2 separate regions of the Salmo salar genome follow, and region 2 is linked to region 1. A link is a contact called in public Hi-C data. All regions are on one chromosome and are shown on one strand. The core of a region is the stretch at or near the end of the contact, and the rest is flanking DNA. Distances in the headings are between cores, read along the strand shown.

Region 1 (3,669 bases), core at 538-3,037:
CACATTTGAGCGCCCCAGGATGGTCCATTTACTTTGTGCCGTTATATTTTATGCTATGAAATCCTGTGATTTCATTGGGGCAGTTCCCCTTCATAGCAAAGAGCTAGAAATACAATCCAAGCAATGTTCGCACGGCCTATGCGCCCACGGTGGCATTCCGTGGACCATTCTTGATACACACAGGAAACTATTGAGCGTGAAAAACCCAGCACAGTTGCAGTTCTTGACACAAACCGGTGTGCCTGGCACCTACTACCATACCCCGTTCAAAGGCACTTACATTGTATGTCTTGCCCATTCACTCTCTGAATAGCACACGTACACAATCCATGTCTCAATTGTCTCAAGGCTTAAAAATCCGTCTTTAACCTGTCTCCTCCACTTCATATACACTGATTGAAGTGGATTTAACAAGAGCCTGGTTAAATAAAAAACAAGTGACATCAATAAGGGATCATAGCTTTCACCTGGATTCACCTGGTCAGTCTGTCATGGAAAGAGCCAGTGTTCTTAATGTTTTGTATGTATGTATGTATGTATATATATATATATATATATATATATTTGGGCGGGCTGTCGCTGGTTATGAGGTTTACCATGGTTCCAGAGGGGATGTTTATTTTTTTTATTTAACCTTTATTTAACTAGGCAGTTAAGAACAAATTCTTATTCACAATGACGGCCTACCCCGGCCAGACCCAGACGACGCTGGGCCAATTGTGCGCCACCCTATGGGACTCCCAATCACATCCAGAGGTGATGCAGCCTGGATTCAAACCAGGGATTGCAGTGATACCTCTTGCACTGAGATACAGTGCCTTAGACCACTGCACCACTCAGAAGCCCTGAGAGCTGCCTCCATCCCAAACACCTCTGCAGCCATCTTCTGGAGCTCTGTATATATACACACACACACAATTTACCAAATAAAATCAGGTTCATAAAAATGGAAAGGATGCATCTTAAAAGAATTCATCAGATCACAGTTTCACAATGTATTATGTAGTGTGTGCGTCTCATGCACTTCACTGCAGAATGTTTATTAGACAGTTTTACATACTTGTATTATTGTTCGGGCCCAAAAATTATTTCACCTTTATTTAACCAGGTAGGCAAGTTGAGAACAAGTTCTCATTTACAATTGCGACCTGGCCAAGATAAAGCAAAGCAGTTCGACACATACAACAACACAGAGTTACACATGGAGTAAAACAAACATACAGTCAATAATACAGTAGAAAAATAAGTCTATATACAATGTGAGCAAATGAGGTGAAATAAGGGAGGTAAAGGCAAAAAAAAGGCCATGGTGGCGAAGTAAATACAATATAGCAAGTAAAACACTGGAATGGTAGATTTGCAGTGGAAGAAAGTGCAAAGTAGAAATAGAAATAATGGGGTGCAAAGGAGCAAAATAAATAAATAAATACAGTAGGGGAAGAGGTAGTTGTTTGGGCTAAATTATAGATGGGCTATGTACAGGTGCAGTAATCTGTGAGCTGCTCTGTCAACTGGTGCTTAAAGCTAGTGAGGGAGATGTGTTTCCAGTTTCACTTTAATCAGTGAAAGATCATATAAGACATGTACAATAATCTGATCATAATGATGAGCACTTTCTTAAAAGTCAGATATTCTTAAGTGATGGTTATGCAACTCCATATGCTTGCTAAAACTCACCCATCATCTAATCTATTCGATGTCGAACTTCCGATGACTGTCAGGCCTGAGTTTTGGAAAGGGATCAGAAATAACCCGTAGGTGGCGCCACAGACCATGCATTTCACTCCACAAGCCCACAACACAGAAAGAGTTTATTGCCATGATTCAACTTCTCTTCAATTCAAGGCAAGACTGGAAAAACATCTATGCCATAGCTACATTATTCCCAAAGCAGTTGACATCTCATTCAGTCGTGTGGTTAGATGTGAGTATATATTTGATACTGGTCATCAAGTTGTTGCTATATGGCAGTAACGATTTGCCTTTCTGGCTGAGAGGAGGGTTTTCCGGTCAAAGTTTCCGTTGTGAGTCGGAAGTGGTGCACCACTAAAGCCGAAGGCTTTTAACCTCGTTAACAACAATAATAGCGACAGTGATAAGTAACTAATGAATTAATGCGTTTTCTCAATCTTTAACATCACGATATAGAGCAAGATACTTCGATATTACCACCGCGTGACTAGACTGACAGGTAGCTGCTAGCATCAGATGCTAAGCTAGCTATTTCTTGTAGCTAACGTTAGCTGTTTGTAGCCGGGGAGGTGGACTTGTCTAGTTTTACTGTTGATAGATTCGCTTAAACCCCTTTTCTCTTCGCTGTTGTGGAGGTATTGGATTTCGTTATTCAATAGTTCTGCGTTGGACAATTTTCAGGTGAGCTCCCACTGCGTAGTTAACTAGCCTAGATACCGAGCCAATTTGTCCACATTGGCACAATGACAATATGGGCCCAATGCGGGCAAAAATATTGGCCACATGTAGGCTTCCCACATTGGGCCGATGTGCCTTCTGATCATCGGCTCCACATTTGCCCCAAAGACATTGGCTCAGTGTGGGGGTGAGGGTAGCCCTCACTTTGCCTAGAAAATGTGCCCACATTGGCAGGATGTGGTCCCAATGCGGGTTAAACCCATGTAGGATGCGCCTTTGCTCAAAGGCTCCACATTGGCCCCAAGGGCAGCCCTCACTTTTCCTGAAATAAGCCCACCCTTTTGGATCGGCTGCCTGTTACATTGTATCAGAAAGACAACAATGTTGTCGTTATCATATATATATATATATATGACAACTAAGTTTCTCTGGTAATGATATATATATATATATCATTACCAGAGAAACTTAGTTGTCATGTCTCATGCACTTATAAATATATATTGTTTTACAGTATTCGTCATTGACAATGTACAAGGTATTTTTTTCTTTTTAAATTCACTAGTAAGATTGCACAAAAATAACCATAGAACTATAAGGTTCTATCTGAAAAAATATGATTCCTAGATAATTGTCTTTAAAGTTCCAAACACTCATTTTTTTCACTTTAACATATTTGCAAACCACGCCACTAACTATTCTAATGAGCCCCCACCTTTACATTTATGAAGAAGCTGGGCTTGGTGTGGGCTAACCTTTGTTGGACTAGTGTGGGAAAGCCATGTTGGGCTTGTTGTGGGCTAGCCCGTGTTGGGCTTGTTGTGGGTTAGCCCGTGCCCACCAAATACTCACATGGGGTCATGTTTGCTGGGTAGATACTGTATTGTTGTCAAAGGGTATTGTGTAACGTAAGCTATCAGCCATATGAGCCAATGACAGCTGTCGTGACATCTGTGGTTAGCTATTACGCTAACTGTGGATTTGGCTATCTAATCATACACATTGCCCTTGATATCGACATGTTAACAGCTATTGGGCCAAACGAGATTATCTCTTCATCATGTTGCACCATAGAGCTACATGCATAGCTACCTAAATAGTTCGCTAGTTTGTATTCATGTCATGAATGATCTGCATCATGCCATGGTGAGTTTGCATACAATGATTGATGAATAGTTGCTAGGCCAATTTGTAGCAATGTGCTTGGACTAATGACAATCTCTTTCCCTTCTCTTTCAGCACTCTTCCTAGCTGTGTGCTGAAATGGAAAAACCATCCCATTTGTTTTCAAGGATTTAG
Region 2 (3,669 bases), core at 360-2,859, 200 kb after region 1:
GTTTGGGATTCTGTGTTTATATATTGATTATTTTTCTATGTTTTTTTTTTTTGTACATTACTGTTTCCAAGTATGGGAGGCGTGTGACTGTGTAATACACCAGTATCTATCTATCTCTCGCTCCCCCCCCCTCCTGTTTACCCCTGTACTGTATATTCACTGATGCATCTTCATGTTTCTCTTCTCTTTTTCTTTGTGTATCTCTATTTGTCATTCTCTGCTCTACTATGACTGTACATCTCTTCTTTACCTCAGTGTCTCTTCCTCTGTCACCACTCACAATTAGTTTTTCACTCGGCCAACATTATATCCCCCCCAGTGTATGCAGCTGTTTTATCCTCTCAGTTACTGCTGAGGCCATCTGTCTGTTAGTAGAAAGCCTTGCTAGTTCCTGTCTTCAAGCTAGAATTCCTCTAAGCTAAGGTTGTGTTAGGCCCAGGTATTGACACATGGCTATATACTGTAACAAGGTAGAGCCAGGAGGGTTTCAATGTGATCTGACCAGGAAAATCCACCAACCTGTGTTATGGGCTAGTCACAGCCCATGGGGAGTTATTTTCTGTTTTGTAGTAAAGAAAAACTCCTGAGCAATTGACCATGGCTAAATAGTTATTTCCAAAAATCCACCTGCCAAATATACAGAATTGTGGAATCAGTAGAAATGGTTATTATACCCAAGGTTTAGAATTGTTCACTGAAAATGCACTGTTAGATTTTGATCTATCTGTAGATGCCATGGCTGAAATGTCCAGAATGCTGAGTGAGAAGTGGAGTAAGAGGGGAAAAGGTTGACAGTTGAATGAATAAGAGAAAGTGATCCATGTGTAGAAGGAAAAAGTGAAAGAACGGCATGAGCCCAGCCAGACCATGTTAGTTTTGAAATCAGCCATTTGTGTTGGTTGATGGGTCTTTATCATCACAACAACATATTGTGTATTATTGAAGACTTGATAAGGCCTTTAATGTGTTTACAGAGGAAGCAGGCATTATTCTCTACCTAAAGAGGGATTGTTGAATTTTGCTCCTCATTAGCTCCATCCCAACTGTTTTCCTATTCATCTGAGCATCCAATCGCTGGTTCATTAAACTGATAATTTTATCATTTTCAACTATCACTACTCATGAGACAAATCAATGAGGTTGTTGGACTGAGGCTTCCCCTAGGGGATTTCAGGTTGGGCAACCAAACTCACAGGTAGAAAATCCCCTCACTACTTTAAATCAGGGTGTTTGGGAAAAGAAACTCTGTGGTGACACAGAGGATTTTGTTTTTGCCATGACAATCCCACCCACCTTCTCCCCTCTATTGAAGGGTCCTGGTTGTGTTATTTTCTCTTGTTTTTCACAAAAATAAAATGCTTGTAATGGCACTTTATGTACACTCCTTAGTGAGGATGTGGCTTAATTTCTTGAGTGAAATTGCTGTTGGAATTTGGATGGAGAGTAGAGCACATTTATAAGAAATGGGCCAAGGGTTGGTTACTTTGTTTTCCTGCTACTGCTTGTGTCATCTGCGTGCGCGGGCCCATGTTCCAGCGTTGGTCCAGGCTCGAGCTGCCAGCGTTGCTTTGGCGCTGTGGAACGAAGAGCGCGCCTAGGACGAGCTTTTGGAAGCACGGGGACGCGCTAAGCAGTGCAGATGTGTCGCAGATTTGAGAAGTCACTGTACATACGGAAATATCTGGTACAAGGAAGTGGAAGGGAGAAATTCAGCTCCAACTTAAACGAAAACAATGCTCAGTTTGTAGAGGGAGGGTCGGGGGGAGGAGAAAACAGCCGTTTTTGAAAAGCGACGCGTAGATACTTGTCATAGCCTGTCTACAGTTACTTTATAGCGGAAAGCTAAACTAACAGCACTTATTCTCGTTTGTACTGGATCAATCTATTTCAAAGAGCAGACAGAACGTTCTGTGCTGGACCAATGGAGCTGTCAGCGATTGGTGAACAAGTGTTTGCTGTGGAATCAATAATCAAGAAAAGAGTTAAAAAGGTAAGGTATTCATATTGGAAATAAAACGCATGTTACATAATGACAAGTACGCAATTGGGAGAATATCCATTCTAGCGTAGCCTAGCTCCAATAAGGAACACAGCTGGCTATATTGAAAAGCACTTACCAGTAGCCTATTTATATCCAGTATCCACTGAATATAATCATATAAGGGGGCGTGAGTGGGGGGAGTGTATCCCTTTAACATAAAGTGGAGCGTGTTGCCATTGCGTTAACGTTACAGTATAGTCAGCGTGCCAGCTGTCTATCCTAAGATAATGTGTAACAGAATAATCATATTGGAACCGAAACCTTGCCTTCAGTCCTGTGCATTGCCAGAATAATAGCCCTCGGGTTATACAGTTACGCTAATAGGCTATTCTGGATTTGTGAAGAGCTACGCAGTTTCGCGGAGGAAATTAGAAATACAGGTTTGTGGGTTATTAGGGCGCAAAACGCGCCCCCCTTTTGACGCGCATCCATAGACGTGAATTAATGTATGCTACTAAGTCCTTGTAAGTGTTGGGTATTTTAATATCGTATTTCGCACTGCATTAAAAGTGAACTCGATACCGTAAGTGCATGAGTCATTGTCGGTGCAGGCGCACGTCAACCGTTATTATTGCCATGCAGTCCCGTTACATAGGGGAAAACGTTGCTTGCTGTCAAATATTGTTGTGTTTGAATAATCAGTGTCCTACCCACACATCATTTTATGTAATATTCTTTGTGTGTGTGTGTGGGGGGGGTCTTGTGAGGATCCCAATTCTCTCCATCCACCAGTGCGCTCATGTGCGATAACGTCATGCTATCTAGGAGCTGTCAAAGTCGAGAAGCTATAGGATAACGTCATCTGGAATGAATTCTCGGTATTGACATGACATAGTTTAGATGAGAAGACATACATTTCCTGGATTTTGAAAGGTTATTATAGGCTACCTATCTCTGTGCTTGGAGTGGAGACTGTAAGCATAGCAACATCACAATCAACATCCTCCCCCACACACTCTCCACTCTCTCCCATACTGGTGCTTGTCTCCAACTTTGTCACAGGGAAACGTGGAATATCTGTTGAAGTGGAAGGGATGGCCCCCCAAGTGAGTAGTATCACTATGACATCATTATATCCAGTAATTCAAGACAATGAGTCATGCAGAGTATTATTGGATGGATGAGGATGAGTAACCATGGCGATGTCTTTATCTGTACAGATACAGTACATGGGAACCAGAGGAGCACATCTTGGACCAGCGTCTGGTGCAGGCCTATGATGAGAAGTAAGTCCAAGAGACACTGCATGCTATAGAGCGCATTACGTACCTAGCTAACGAATATCATAGTACTGATAACTGCACTGTTGTAGTAGTAGTAGTAGTAGTAGTAGTAGTAGTACACTGTACTAGTACACTGTACTATCATAGTAAACTATACCTGTTTGTACTGACTGATCTTACCATTTCACCAGAGAGCAGAAGGACAGACCCCTGGGGTACCGGAAGAGAGGACCCAAAGCTAAAAGGCTTCTACTACAGGTGGGATGGGTTCATGTTATATATATATATATATAACCTCTCTGTATGATTAGACTAGGGTTGCAAAGGAAGGGTATATTACTGGAAACTTTAGAAGTTTTTGATATCTTTCAAGGATTTGATGTAATCTAACACAAGACATCTAGT

What was found. Hi-C and Micro-C count contacts between places; a contact is called where the count stands out from the background.
Region 2: a contact with region 1 is called in a Hi-C map of gill, with 3 times the contacts expected there. The contact joins the promoter of LOC106589529 here to the promoter of mrtfab in region 1. A contact is called at or near these places in 2 of 3 Hi-C or Micro-C datasets (gill and muscle).

The regions. Positions count from the first base shown.
Region 1 is chrssa28:13,709,584-13,713,252 of Ssal_v3.1, forward strand. mrtfab (myocardin related transcription factor Ab) reads left to right here and starts at 1,788. Exons shown (of 18, transcript XM_045710328.1): 1 at 1,788-1,924; 2 at 3,610-3,669.
Region 2 is chrssa28:13,914,107-13,917,775 of Ssal_v3.1, forward strand. It overlaps LOC106589529 (chromobox protein homolog 7), which reads left to right and starts at 1,610. Exons shown (of 6, transcript XM_014179624.2): 1 at 1,610-1,990; 2 at 3,044-3,087; 3 at 3,202-3,267; 4 at 3,456-3,522. The coding sequence starts at 1,922. It overlaps LOC106589528 (josephin-1), which reads left to right. Exons shown (of 6, transcript XM_014179623.2): 6 at 1-1,381.